Linked DNA regions of Mus musculus: region 1 is linked to region 2. A link is a contact called in public Hi-C data. All regions are on one chromosome and are shown on one strand. The core of a region is the stretch at or near the end of the contact, and the rest is flanking DNA. Distances in the headings are between cores, read along the strand shown.

Region 1 (7,162 bases), core at 3,512-6,011, 88 kb before region 2:
CACACTTGTGTCAGTTTAAACCTTAAGTCACCCATCCAGCAGTGTCCACTTGTACACCCAGTGTAGGGACAGGGGAACATGGCCAACAGGGGCTCTGCCCTCACCTGCCTGCTGTCCTGCCCATGCATCACTATAGAACCTCATGGTGGACTCTGACTAGTTAAGAAGAACCAAACTCCCTGGAGAAACACCTTGAGTGCCAGGCCAGAAGAGAGCCCGCCCACACTGAGTCTCCCAGAGCATGCGACCAGCCATGCCGTGTCCACTCCTGCAAAGCCCTGAGCACCAGCTGTCAACCTAAAGGACACCTGCCAACCATGAAGTTCTTGGACAGCTTTTGGAGGTCAACCTCGTGCCCACCCAGATGGCCACAGTCAGGTCCATGATTCTCCATAGGCTCTTGGAGCCTGCCTAGCTGCTGAAGGTCTCCATGTTAGGAGCAGCGGGGTCTTGTTTGGGGACCAGGAGGCCCACCGTGCCCAAGAGGTCCCCAGACAAGAGCTCCTGTGGTGATCAGTGCTGGGAGGGGCCAATGCCACCTCAACCTTGTTTGATCATAATTCCGTCTCCCCTTTGCTCTCATACCGGCCTGTGCAATTAGGCCACAGTACCTCAGTTCCGAAAGAATTTGCCTTGTTTAATCAAGGAACAGCATGGCTGTTCCTGATGGCTGCTCTTTTTTCCAGAAGAGAAAATAAGTTGTTATGGATGAAGGGAGCTTGGAGGTGGGGATTTAATCCGTCAGACTCTCAGGACCTGGAGCCTGCCATTTCCCCCCTCCCAGGCCCCAGGGTGCCCACTTGCAGAACAAAGGGCTGCACTTCACTGTCTCAGAGCTGGGGCTTTGGATGAAGGGTTGGCTGAGCACCTACTGTGCGCAGCATGATGCCATGAACTAGTGCATCACTCACTCTGGTACTGGAGGCAGAGGGGCTTAAATCCAAGGTGGCATTTTATTGCCATGTTCTTTTTTGTTTTGTTTGTTTTGTTTTGTTTTGTTTTTCGAGACAGGGTTTCTCTGTGTAGCCCTGGCTGTCCTGGAACTCACTCTATAGACCAGGAAGGCCTCGAATTCAGAAATCCGCCTGCCTCTGCCTCTCGAGTATTGGAATTAAAGGCATGCACCACCACTGCCCAACTATCGCCACGTTCTTAATTGTAATCACAATTTGATTAATGATATTAATAACACTAATAGTGTACCACTGTCCTTTGTTTGGGATGATGACATTGTAGGGTGGCTATCCTTAGGAGCTGGGCAGCAGTGGGCTCTCCCCCTCCTCTGTCTTCCTCTCCCTTCCCAAGTTTGACTTCCCATCATGTGATCTTGTTGCCCTGAGTCATAAACCCCATTGTCACAATGACCTCCCCTATTATGGCAGCTCAGGGACAGTCCAGTCATTCCTGTGTCCCCACATAGCAAGGGGCTGGCCTGAGGGACAGGCTGGTTGAGAGAAAGGATGCATAGATGGATGGTGGGGGGCAGGAAGGCCAGCTTATGTTTCTGGGGACACAGCAGCCACCCCATGTGGTGTGAGGGAAGGAGTGTGGTGCCTCTGTTCTATGGAATACAGGTGGAATTTGACCATGGTGACCCATGAAAGAGGTAAGTCTGGAGCTTCGAAGACAAGGAGCCCTGAGATTTTTGGTGGGCTTCATGTGCCCATTCAGTGGGAGGACCGTATGAAGGCTGACATGATGTGATCTACAGATGTGTTCAGCCACATTCACAGGGCTGCATGCATAAAGGTTGGCCATGCCTGAAGAGGGTCTAACCTTCTGTCTATACACAGCCCTCAGTATGCCCTCTACCTCCTTAGCCTGAGGTCACTGCTCCTCTGGAAGCCACCACCACGGAGGGACTTCATCCTGGCTTCCCTGAGTAGCAGCCAGCTTCCACCCACTCACAGATGGCCTTTTATCTCCTTCATCCTCCCTGCCACTGTCCTGGACTCTGTGCTCTGCACTCTGGAGTGGCTCCCTGCCTGTCTGGCCGTCTCATGGCTGTTTTTGTGCCATCCAGCCTGGTTCTGAATAGTTGTCAGTCAGCCTTCTGCGGCAGAACCAGCACTTCGTCTGAGAAGTCCCATCTGATGCCCAGAGAGGAGGGACCACTGCCCACCACCTGCGTGTCTCTGCCCACTGCTATAAGCGTTTCAGGAAAGGGAATGCCAGGACATACTCTGTTGGCCATTCCTGGGCTCAGAGTTCTAGTCTTAGGCCCCACTTGGAGTAGCTGAGCACCAGCTAACCCTGAGCCTTAGCTTCTCAGCTAAGGCGGGCTTCTGGGTCTGAGAGGGCCCAGCTCAGAGTGGGACCTCTGAACTCTGACCCGGGCCTCCTGTGGCCTAAGCTGTCGTCCAACCCAAGACACAATACCTGTCCTTCAGTCCCAGGTCAGGCAAAAGAAGAGACTGCCCAGCCATAACAGGCTGTTCCAGGAACAAGTTCCAGGTCCCATGTTCGGGTGTTTTGTTCTGACCACTTTGAGGGTCATTTGAGACAAAGCCAAGGGGACATAGAATGAGAGTGGCCCTGCCCCAGCCACAGTGGCATTTCAGTCTCCCCCACCCCCGCCCCCAGCTGTGCTGCTCCTTCACACAAACCCCCTGTGGCCATTTTAGCCCTGTGTAACAGTCTCCATGAGCCCCCTTTGCAGGTTAGAGGTGATCCAACTCCTTCTGGGACAAAGCCCCCCTGCCCAGTCCAGCCCCTCACCTCTGCATCTGCCTCACATTCTCAACTACACATCTGTCTGTTGAGTGTGTGAAGCACACGCCTGTCATAGGGCCTTTGTGCTCACTGTTTCCCTTGCCAGAGATATCCCCCCTCCCCCCAATCCTGATACCCCCATTATGTCAGTCTCAGCTCTGATGGTACCCCCCAGGTCTCCTCTGCTGATTCACAGCTGGGGTACCCTTCCTTTCAGCCACTCTCTCCCTTCTCCATAGCATGCCTCTGCCGCCTTGCTGGCTTATTCTAGGAAGGCAGCAGCAGGGTGCCCAAGTGCCTTGGGCACTGTTCCTCCCCACACCCTGTCACAGCGAGGCCCAGACATGTGTCATTCAAGACCCTGCCAGGCCATCCCACCTTCCACAGCCTGCTGGCCCAGTGAAGCCGGCTGGTGACCTCTCCTGAGGGCAGCGTGAAGGGTTGGGATCCCGGTCCTCTGCTCCAGGGTATGTATGCTTGCTTCTGTCTACGCCTTTGCTCCAGAGGGTGGAGAGGCTGTAGAGAGACCAGAACTAACTCGGGCAGTGCTGAGGGATCGGTCAGAGGTGTGGATGGAGGCTTGTGGTCCTGGACGTGGAACGTGAATACATGCAGCCTTGCTGACCACTCTGCTTCTGTGGGACCCTGTGGGACTCTGCTTCTGTGGGACCCTGTGGGACTCTGCTTCTGTGGGACCCTGACTTGGGGTATACTGATGGCTGAGCAGAGATCTGTCCTTGTGGGTGTGGTCAGTCCTTCTAGACAGTATAAACAAGCGGATGAGGGTTGGTGAAACGGTACGGCATGGCTCAGCACTGTGCGTGGGTACTCATGGCTCTGCTCCAAGTGCACTAGCACGGTCACTGCCCGCCATGAGCACACATCATGTGCAGATGGGGAAACTGAGGCTCAGGGAGGTGAAAGGGCTTGCTCAGGGTCACACAGCTAGGCAGTGACAGGGCTGAAACTTGAAAGAGCTGGCCAGGGCAGGCTCTGTGCTGTGTGGTCATTGCCCAGGTGGCCACCTCCAGACCCTGTGTGGGGCCCTTTGGACACCTCCTCCTTGTGGCAGCTGGGCTGGGAACCTGTCCTCTGGCTCCCAGAGGGCTGAGGTGAGATGAGGAACGGAGACATCTGGCAGGACTGTGGATGGTCGCCTAATGGGCCTAACTGATGACTGGCTGTCCAGGCAGGTTGCCAGCTGGACATGCTCACTGACAGTGGGGACAACAGAGAGACCAAAGGATTCCTACCCAGCATTGCAAGGAGAGCTGTGTGACCTTGTGCCAATCCTTGACTTCTCTGTTCAGTATTTCATCCGTAAAGCCAGTGAGGAGCCTTGTAAGACATCGCTGGGCTCAGAGGTGTGCTTTTGTCAGTGACTTGTGGTTCACAGACTTTCTGCTGGTGCTTGCTGTCACTCAGAATTTTCCCACCCCAGTCTTTTGGTAGACTCCTGGTTTAAAGCTGGGCGTGGTGACTCACACTCATAACAGCAGCACCAGAGAGGCCGAGGTAGGAGATTTGCTGTGAATTTGAGGCTACCCTGCACTACAATGTCAGATGGTCTCAGCTTCCCATTTTGATGACTGAGGCTAGGGAAAACACAACCCCAGCCCCAGCACACAACAAGGGGGAAAGTGCTCCTTAGAGACCCAGGTGTGTATCTGGCTCACCATTGCTGGGACTCAGTGTTTGCACCTGCAAAATGGGCCAGTCAGTCATGAATCAGGGAAATAGCCCTTGACAAGGGCTTGGCCCAATAAATATGGTACTAAAGAGTGTAGCAACTATATGGCAGCTTGAGTGCTGGGTCTGCTAACCTGGAGTGGCCTTAGCATAGCCACCTGTTCTGAAGGGGTTCCATTTCCTCACTTGGAAAGCTCGATTCCTCCAAGTGAGGCTTCACTAGCTCTGAGGTTCCAGGATCTCCTTTGTGTTGAAAGCAGCTGCCCCTGAACTCAGCTCAAGTGAATTAGAGGGGAAGGCTGTAGGGTTCTAGTGTCACAAGGAGGAAAGTGTCAGTGACAAGCCACATGTCCCTGCCTCCTGTGGCCCCACGCTTGTCCTGGTGTGGAAAGGACCAATGTCTGTAGGCCCAGGACAGGCATGCATGTGTGGAACCCTGGGCTCACTCGGGTCACCTGGGAGCCAGGCGGGGCTGGAGGCGGGGGTGGTGGTGGTGGTGGTGGTGGATTTACTGCAGCCGGGCTGTCCCCTGCAGCGCCTGCTTCTAATGGAATTTTATGGCAGGTGGAAATGATGGGACTCGGCAGCCTTAAAAGCACTTCTATTTATTCATTAAAGATATTTATACACTGAGCCAGGCTCTCCACCGCCCCACCCGGCTCCTGCTGGCCCAGGAAATGGCTCCCAGGCCTCATTGCTGGGATGCCTCTGGACAGGGCCTCCTGTGCAGAGCCTGGCAGGTTCTGCCTCCATCTTCCTACCCCAATCCTCAATGGTGGCCCCCGTGGCCCACAACACGAGGCCTCTTCACTGGTCCAGGCTCTACTGCTCCTTGGAGCTCCTTCTTCTTCCACAGCACTGCCTCTCTAGGGCTCCCCAGAGCATGGTTTCGAAGTCAGGCCTCACCCCTTCCAAGCTCAGGACTCCCCTCCTCTGCCTGCTGCTCTGGCCCCATCCTGATTGGCTTCTGCCTCTCCCTGACTCCTGCCACTGTGGCCTCTTCTCAGGCCTTTTGCACGCATGTCTGTACGTGGATCCTTCTGCCCTGGGTTTCCTACTCCCTGTCTCTGCTCAGGTTTTGAATGGGCGCCACACAGAGACCTTTCTAGGGCACTAAGCCAGGCCACTCCCTTGCTCCTCGGTCCGATTTGTGTGCCTTGCTTGCTCTTTTGACTCTCAGAAATTGTCCTCTGCATTCGCTTACAAGTGTACCAACTTGGGGTTTGTCTTCTGAGATCAGAGCTCCCTCAAGGTAGGGATAGTAACTGCTTTGTTCCCACGTGGCGTCTGGCGGCTGCTCACTAAAAGGTGGGGTGATAGGTGACAAAGATACCTGGGTCCCCTGTCGGGGCACAGAGTGGGGGATTGGTCTGTGGGGGATTCACAAAGCTAGCCAGCCCCTTAGTGAGACCCAATAGCGGGCAGGTATCTCAGGAGGCTGGGCTGAGCTCCTGGGTTCCCTGGATGGGCTAGCTGGAGGCTGTGGAGTCGGGCACACAGCCTGGCTTCAGTACAGTCCATTCCAACGGCTTCTACCCACCTGCCCAGGTCCAAGAAGGCGAAGGACAGTCTGGGCTGACCGAGACTGGAGCTGTCCTTCCTTAGTCCCTGTCCTGGTGACTTTGTGAGGCTGTCTCTTGCCTGGGGCTCAGAGTTCAGATTCCTGGGCTGCTGTGGGCTGTTTCTCGTCTTTCTGTAGGAACTGAAAGGGCCACAGGAACTGGAGACGAGGCTTGACCTGGGGCAAGCTGGGAGACTAGCCTCGACCCTTCCCTACAACCCCTCTTTTCACAGGGCTTGTTGGGCTTGGCCATGGGAAAGGCTCAGGTGACCATCACCCATGGCAGAGGGAGGCAGGGGACCTACAGGGGCTGCAGCTGCCAGGTGGGGGAGGGGCTGTCCTGGAGCCTCCTGGACACCTAGCTAGGCCTCCGCTTCTAGTCTGTCCTGCACCACCTTCTTTACTTTTCCTTCCTTTGCATGGGGAATAGTGGCTTCACCAGGAACATGGCTGGCTAGATTGCATTCTCGGCTCTGCCCTCTGGACCAAGGTTGCTCCAGGTCAGGCTGAAATGTGGGTAGTGATAAAACACTGGCTTCACGGAGGAATGTAGCAGAGGCCTGTGGCTTGTGGAAACCTGTGGCTTTCGGAGAGACATGGTGGAGTTGGGGGGGGGGGGCACCAGCTAATATACCACACATCCTGCGAAGACATTCTAAAACCCTGGAGTGACTCAGAAGAGAGATGCCGGCCAAATGCCACCAGAGCCCCACTGATCCAGAGCCACCAGTTCCCTAAGCAGGACTTAGGACATGTTCACACAGGTGACAATGACAAATGCCCTCTCCTCTTTGACTTTGCAACTCTCCTTTAGAATTTAAGCAGACCTGTGGAATGACAGTCAACATGCTTACAGATTGATGCTATAGTCTAAGGTCAGCCATGAGCAATGTACCCATCAACTCCGCAGCTACATCAGGGCCCAGCTTTGTAATGAAGCTCTGCTGTCGGAGCGGGCAAGTGTGTGCCATGTGGCAGATGTCAAATGAAAAGCAAGAGGTGGAACAAGACGAGCTCATCCTGGATGGACCTGGAGGGGATGCCTCCTGGGAGGGGGCTGAGTGGCTAGGAGACACATCTGGAGGGGAGATTTGTGCAGGGTAGCCTTGCATGCTTTCACAAGCCTCTACCAAGGGCATGTGTCAGCTAATCAAGATGAAGGTGAGTGGGAGAAGCCTGCTCTTTTTCCTGGCACCAATA
Region 2 (6,878 bases), core at 4,158-6,657:
CTGCAATGGGTCTTAGTCTCCTTAGGAAAAATTAGTAAGGTTTCATTTGTTGGATGAGAAAAAGCCCATTACTGTTGCTACATGCTGCTGGGCTTCCAGCATGAAACGGTGTAAGCTGTATCTAACGTGCCTGCCATCCATCTCTTACTGAGAATTACTGAAGGATCCCTAAATAAAAATGGAACATCAGTCAAAATGGAGGGTTTAATCCAGCAACCTCGACGCATAAGGACTCTAGAATTTCAGCTCTGAGACTTTCTCTTCCATCACACACCATGAGGGCTCCCTAAAACATGAGGCTCAGCCCTAGTTTTGAAGATTAAGTACACCTGGGGGATCTGAGAACCTGCAGGAAGCACAAAAGAAAGACAGGGTGGGCTGGCTGGGGAAGCTTGTGGGGATATACAAGACAGAGAGAGCCAGGCCGGGCCTCCACTCAGGATATCCAGGCTGAGGGAAACAGTTTGCTCAGGCTGTTCCATGAGATCTCCTCTCCTTGCTGGATGAAGAAAGCTCTCCCAGCAGAGCTGGAATCCAGATTGGCTAACTCCCAGAAGAATTCCTTTCGGAAAAACCTGAAGGGGGCTGGTTTGCAGAACCAGAACTGCTCATGGGCTGGAGGCAGAGCGGCACTGCAGAAAGGCCCTTGAGAACGCTTCTGGGCTGTGGGTCAAGCCCAGCTCCAGCTCTACCTGTATAGGTTTGGGCAAGTCACTTAGCACCTATAGGTCTTGACTTTTAGCTATTTCTCCACAATAGAACTTACACACTTGCCTTCAGAATAATTCTAAGAATGATTCAGGCTGTGTGAAAGAGTAGGGACTCAGGCTGTCCCACAGTGGTGTGTATATAAAACACAGGAGGAAAAAGTACTGTGCGTGGTGGAGACAGGGACGTAAGCAAAACAGAGACAAGCAAAGGAGCTATGCGACAGATAATAGGGCTAGCGTTTCAGAACTGAGAAATGAAGAGACCAGACTGCGGCAGGGAAGTTGCCTTAAAGCAGGTCGGGAGGTGGGCACTGAAGAAGTAGTGGCTATTCCCCTGTATCCGTCTGTAGGTAAGAACAGAAAAGAGGGTTCACTTTCTAGAGCCCAGTGGACCTTAGTGAGCAGCATACACTGATGCATAGGAGGAATTTCTAGAATATATTAGCAGTGGACCCTGAGATGGTAAATGTGCTGGTTAGTTGTGTGTCTACTTGACACTGGTAGAATCAAAGGAGAGGAGGGAGCCTCAGTTGAGAAGAGTTTATCATCTATAAGATCAGGCTGTGGGCAAGCCTTGGGCATTTTCTTCCTCAATGATTGATAATGGAAAGCCCAGCCAAGTGTGGCCATCCTTAAGCTGGTGTTCCTGGGTTCTATAAGAAAGCAGGCTGAACAAGGCATGAGGAGCAGGGCAGTAAGCAGTACCCCTCTATGGCCTCTGCATCAGCTCCTGCCTCCAGGTTCCTGCCCTGTCTGAGCTCCTGTCCTGACTTCCTTCAGTCATGAACTGTGGTGCGGAAGTGTGAGACACATAAACCCTTTCTTCTCCAGCTTACTTTTGGTCATGGTGTTTTCACCAGTGAGCCTCACTGGGACGGTAGGTCTGCGCTGGGTCCAGGGAACCTGGTTTTCAAAATTGCACTAAAGATCTTTCAACACAACTGCTGAAGGCCCTGGCTGCCAGGATGGTCATGAGTTGAAGGCACTTTCACGTGGATTTTCAGTCACCTCGTGGGACCTCAGTGGTCCCCTGAAAGAAAGGGGCCAGACAAGTGAAGGACCACTAGCTGCAGCCACCCAGCTCCAAGGGAAGACAGACTCTAGGTCCAGTCCACCAGGAATCTCTAAGGCTGATGTTGGTGAAGAATCAACACGCACTTGCTTGGGCTAGAGACCCAGAACAAAGCATATTCAAGCGTCATGGCTTCCTTCTTGCCGCCTTGCTCTTAGCTTAGCTTGCTTTTGTGACCATTCCATGCAGCACAGAGTTTTACTTGATTCCCAGTAAAATAACCAAATACCAATTTAAAGTTTAAATACTGGAAACCTTGAAAATGGTTATAGATTGTAACAAGGCTCTTCCTGTCCTGAGGATTATACAAATTTCTGTGCCCTGTGGCGAAACTCAATAATAGCTTGCTAAAATAGCAAATGAAACCCAGACTAAACACCCAAAGGTCTCAATTTCTCTTATAGAAGCAACTCCAAAAAAAGAAAGAATGAACGAGAGAGAGAGAGAGAGAAAGAGAGACAGAGAGACAGAGAGACAGAGACAGAGAGACAGAGACTGAGCAAGAGAATGCTGTTATGGCTAATTTAAGCACCTTTCAAAGGACAGAGGAGTTTTAAAGAATGAGCCTCAAATTCATTATTAAGTCCCAAGGACCTAAAAACCCTATCCTGACTTCACAAAGACAAAGACTATGAGATTATTTTCTGTATGTTAAGGTTGGGTCTACAAATTCCACCAGGAACCCAGATTCTTGTTATCCTTTCCTCTACCCCTCACTCCCTAAGTGTTTCAATGAGGATGGAAACACAAACTGAGTGCTGAGAAGTAGGTGGGGAAGGAACTGTACGCTGAACAAGTGCAGCTTAAGGCCAAAGACCACCTGGACTCAGAAGTCCAAAGGAAGATGCCAAGATGGCAGCAGATAAACCAGCTACCTGCTGGATACAGGCCCAAGTGGGAAAAGGAAAGGGCTTACAAGGGCTCAGTGCACTGGGCTCTGCCTGGCAAATATGTCTATCTCTACTGATAGCACTACTGGGCAGAGGCTCCCCTGATGTGTGTGTGTGTGTGTGTGTGTGTGTGTGTGTGTGTGTGTGTGTGTGAGAGTGTATGTGTGTGTGTGTCTATCTTATGGGGTTACATAAGCAGAGCTGGAGAAGACCTAGACTGTCTGGCTGCCTTCCCCTTAGGCCTGCCAAGACAAGGACTGTGAACCTGACCTGACACAGCCCAGACATTCCGGATAAGCCATGACTACTTTAAGAGTCATTCCTCCTTAAAGAAACCTCTCTTATCTTGCTAGTGAGGACCTCCACAGTAGCCTTCCTATCACACAGTTGGTCAAGCTAATGGCTTTTCCCTTCCTTTCTTATTTACTCGATGGGACAGCAGTAATAGTTAAAAACATGGTGACTCTGTGCTAAGAAAGAGAATGAGGGATACAACAGAAATAAGGATAAAGGATACAAATATAAAGCTAAAAGAAATTAATACAAATAGCTGTCATTATTGTTGTTTTGAGACAGGCTCTTATACAGCCCAGGCCGGCCTGCTCCTTACTGTGTAGTAGAGGGTGACTTTGAACTTCTGATCCTTCTGCCTCCACTTCCTAGGGCTGGGACTACAGCTGGGTACAGGCATCCTACCTGCTGGACCACTTCCCCAAGCCCATGAATGGCTACTAAGCAACTGGAAGCCAATACACATTCTTTGATTTAAAAATGTAAATTGAAGTAGCCTAGCATCAATGTTCACTTCTAAGTGCACGAAAGCCTTAAGTATGTTGATGCCTGGTATTCCCGGGAGCAACAGGGGAGTGGCCAGCAGGGCAAACTTGACAGGTGACAATTCTACAACACCTGCCTCAAACGTTAATGCAAATACCCTATGGCCTGAATGTTCCACTAGTAGGGGTTTAACACACAGATAAGCTAAGTGCACCAGAATAGTGTTCAGATGTGATACCCACTATAAACTGCTTATAACAGTCAAAATTAAAACTGAGAGCCCGGCAAAGGATGTGGCTCAGTTGTTAGGGTGATGGCTGAGCATGCACAAGGCCAGGGGTTCAATCCCCACTCCTGCATAAATTGGGCAGGGAGGCACACACATGTAATCCCAGCACATGGAAAGGAGAGGCAAGAAGATCAGGAGTTCAAAGTCTCCTGAACTGCAGGCCAGCCTGGACTACATGAATCCCTATTTCAAAAAAAAAATAATAATAATATTGGTACTTCTGTCCAATGGAACACTAGGCTATCATTAGTTCAGTGAAAAAACAATTTGCATAAGAAAACATTATATAATTCTTTTTACGTCAACATACAACACTAGCTCCTATGTATGTTCAGAAATTTTCTAAAAGAATATATATGATATTGTTAACAACAGATGCTTTTTTAAAGTAGAACTCAAAAAGATTATTGGGGATGGAGACAAGCAACAAAAGGGCCAGAAACTTCCCAAACTAGACATGTGGAGGTCGGAGGATGTCTATCGACACCATGGCACCAGCCACAGCCAGAGCAGAGACATATGGGTGGCAGGGCCACTGGCTCCCTTACCTTCAGCCTCTTCAACAGCCACTGCAGGAGTCCCTGCTGGGCAGCCTCTGTGCACATCTCCGGACGGAACTCGGCCATATTCTCCACAATAGCTGAAAGAGACAGACACCAGTCACCTGGGAAAGCATCTCTCTGCTCCTACTCGCATCAAGCCCACTTCCCATGACAAGCACTTTAGCCTTTGTCCCACTTCCCTGTATTCTACTCAACAGATGCTGTTGTCACTTTTAGATTAACCAAGGAGTTGCTATGTTTTTTCCCCTTTTTCTTCAAGTTATGTTACAAGTAGAAGTCATAACTGAAAATGACGGAATTCGCAGAAGAGATGAGGGATGGGTTTTTATGCTAATAGAGGTGACTCCAGAGCAGAGCACGCTGATGGGTGGAGAGCTGCCTAGCAAAGCACGCTCAGTCCCAGAGGTCTGCAGCTAGTCAGGCTAGGGCAGGGTCTCCTAGGGCCAGGTAGTCTCTTCTCTCTCTCTCTCTTCTCTCTCTCTCTCTCTCTCTCTCTCTCTCTCTCTCTCTCTCTCTCTCTCTCACACACACACACACACACACACACACATTGTGGTATTGTGATTCATATGAAAACCAAGACACTGGCAGGGAGGTGAGCATGATCTTCTTAATTGAGCACACTAACGCGTGCAGAGGGGAAAGGCCATGACGGCAGAGGTAGCTGCCAGCTATCGGGAAGCAAATAATTGGTCCTGCTATCTCCTACAACAGTCAAAGTGTGACTTAATAGGAAAATTAAAAGTTAGAAGGCAAAGGGAAAAAAGCTATTACATGCTATGACATCAAGAAGAAGAGCATTAAAAAAAACCACCACTGCCCTTACCACATCAAATGCTTTCCTTCCCTCCAGGGCCCCTCTGCTTCCTATCTTACAACAGGCCACTCTCACAAGGCAGACACTGTTCTGTGTTCTCAAAGCATAATATCCAGAGCGTGCTGCTGTGCCTGGATTCTGAAGGAGCAAGGGCCAAAGAAACCCAAGCCAGGCTCCTCAAGAGCCAGGCTCTTTCTTTCACCCAAGCCAGGTTCCTCAAGAGCCACTGAAAGGAGATCGGGCAGTCATGAGGGAGGGGACACATGCTGACAGTGAGCAGCAGAGGGACTCAAGAGACCAAACAGTCTCTCTCAATCAAGCACTTGTTCATTTTATCTTGTTCTGTTCGTACTACACATGATCTCCTGTTACACACAAGAAACAAAGCCACACTTCCTGCCATGGTTCACAGGGTCTTCCAAACTCTGGACAGACTCACTCCCTGATCTCACTGCCCCAACCCCACCTCCCGCCCTCATTTTCCAGAAGCACAGCCTCGCTTGACTTAGCCAAAGACAGCCACGGACTCCTCCACAGGCCAAGGGCCCCAGTCAGCTCCCCTGCAACACTCAAGGCCCTTGCTCTCAGTCTCTAGGATGTTCTTACTGACACTAATCATAGCTCTTGTCACTGGCACTCCTTCCTCTGTCCTGGGCTTTCCCATGAGAGCACCCTTGTATTAGTCATGCCTGACTCCTCCTGATCTGCCCTAGCTCCCAGTACTGTGTCTGAGAAACACCAGGCACCCAAGGAGTGGGAAGGAGGAGGCATGAATCTGAGTGTGGTAGGTGCCTGAGCAGAGACCAGGCAGATTTGCCAGAGCTGCGCTTTCCTACCACACCAGGGCCTTTTTATGAACAGCCAGCTAAGACTTTTGATAAGCTTTCCATGTTGCAAAATCCAGCATTAGGCTGACAGATGGCAATGCCAACTTCTGCCTCTGCACTAGAGCCAGCTCCCAACCGCAGGCTGTCGTGTTCCCCTCTCATACTCCCTGGGTGCCCATCTTCCCTCTTCTTTACAATAATCCACACTGAAGAGTCTAGCACTACAAGGGAGATCTGCAGTAAGCACAGAGGAGCCGGGAGGGAAACTAATCTCATAGAAACTCCTGTTTCAGCTCGGCCCCCTTCATTGCTGGAGCTCAGCTTGCAAAGATGCCACCGCTGGTTTAACACAATAGCAGCCAGGGAGGAAGCGGCCTGCCCAAAGGCATGACTTTAAATATGGCAACTGTGCGAAGGGAGAAGCTGGAGAGATTTGAGGGAGAAGGAAAGGACTGTAGAAGAATGCACTGAAATGAATGGGACTCGGGCAGCAGAGTCGCTGGAAGTATTTTAACTCACTTAGCCAAGCCGTCTGTACCAAAGACAAGGAAACACTGGCTCTTTCAATGCAAATACCTTTTTGTAATGTCCACAGATGTGCAAACACCTGCAGCTCCACTGAAGGAAGTGGGTGAGGGAAGCTGACACGAGATCACCCACAAATTTAAAACTTTGCTTCCTAGGGCAGAAAGGGCCCCACAAGGATTTCATCTTAACTTTTGGAGGCAAAGGCTGCTAAGGAGAGGTGTTCATATTGCTCTTGCAAAGATCTGGGTTTGCTTTCCAGCACCTATATCAGAGGGTCTACCACTTTTAACTCTAGCACAGGAAATCCAACAAGGATCTCCTGGCCTCCACAATGATGTGCAAACACTCCCCAACATACATATATACATAATTAGAAACAGTAAAATCTTAAAATAAAATTTAGGA

What was found. Hi-C and Micro-C count contacts between places; a contact is called where the count stands out from the background.
Region 1: a contact with region 2 is called in a Hi-C map of the N1E-115 cell line, with 1.8 times the contacts expected there. The contact joins two enhancer-like sites. A contact is called at or near these places in 1 of 15 datasets of contacts at CTCF or cohesin (the NIH/3T3 cell line), 7 of 484 Hi-C or Micro-C datasets (the MNK3 cell line, the N1E-115 cell line, cerebellar granule neurons and 4 more) and 4 of 115 datasets of contacts at active chromatin or transcription factors (embryonic stem cells and memory CD8 T cells).

Annotation. Positions count from the first base shown.
Region 1 is chr2:157,894,075-157,901,236 of GRCm38.p6, reverse strand. No RefSeq gene overlaps it. Among named protein-coding and RNA genes, the nearest start is that of Vstm2l, 17 kb to the left of the region's middle. Within about 2 kb of position 4,761, at least 5 of the 459 cell types and tissues checked have an H3K27ac peak or open chromatin away from gene starts, as enhancers often do. A contact at or near this core is called in the N1E-115 cell line, where this site is marked.
Region 2 is chr2:157,806,965-157,813,842 of GRCm38.p6, reverse strand. Ctnnbl1 (catenin, beta like 1) reads right to left here. Exons shown (of 16, transcript NM_025680.4): 7 at 4,287-4,378. Among named protein-coding and RNA genes, the nearest start is that of Ctnnbl1, 73 kb to the right of the region's middle. Within about 2 kb of position 5,407, at least 76 of the 459 cell types and tissues checked have an H3K27ac peak or open chromatin away from gene starts, as enhancers often do. A contact at or near this core is called in the N1E-115 cell line, where this site is marked.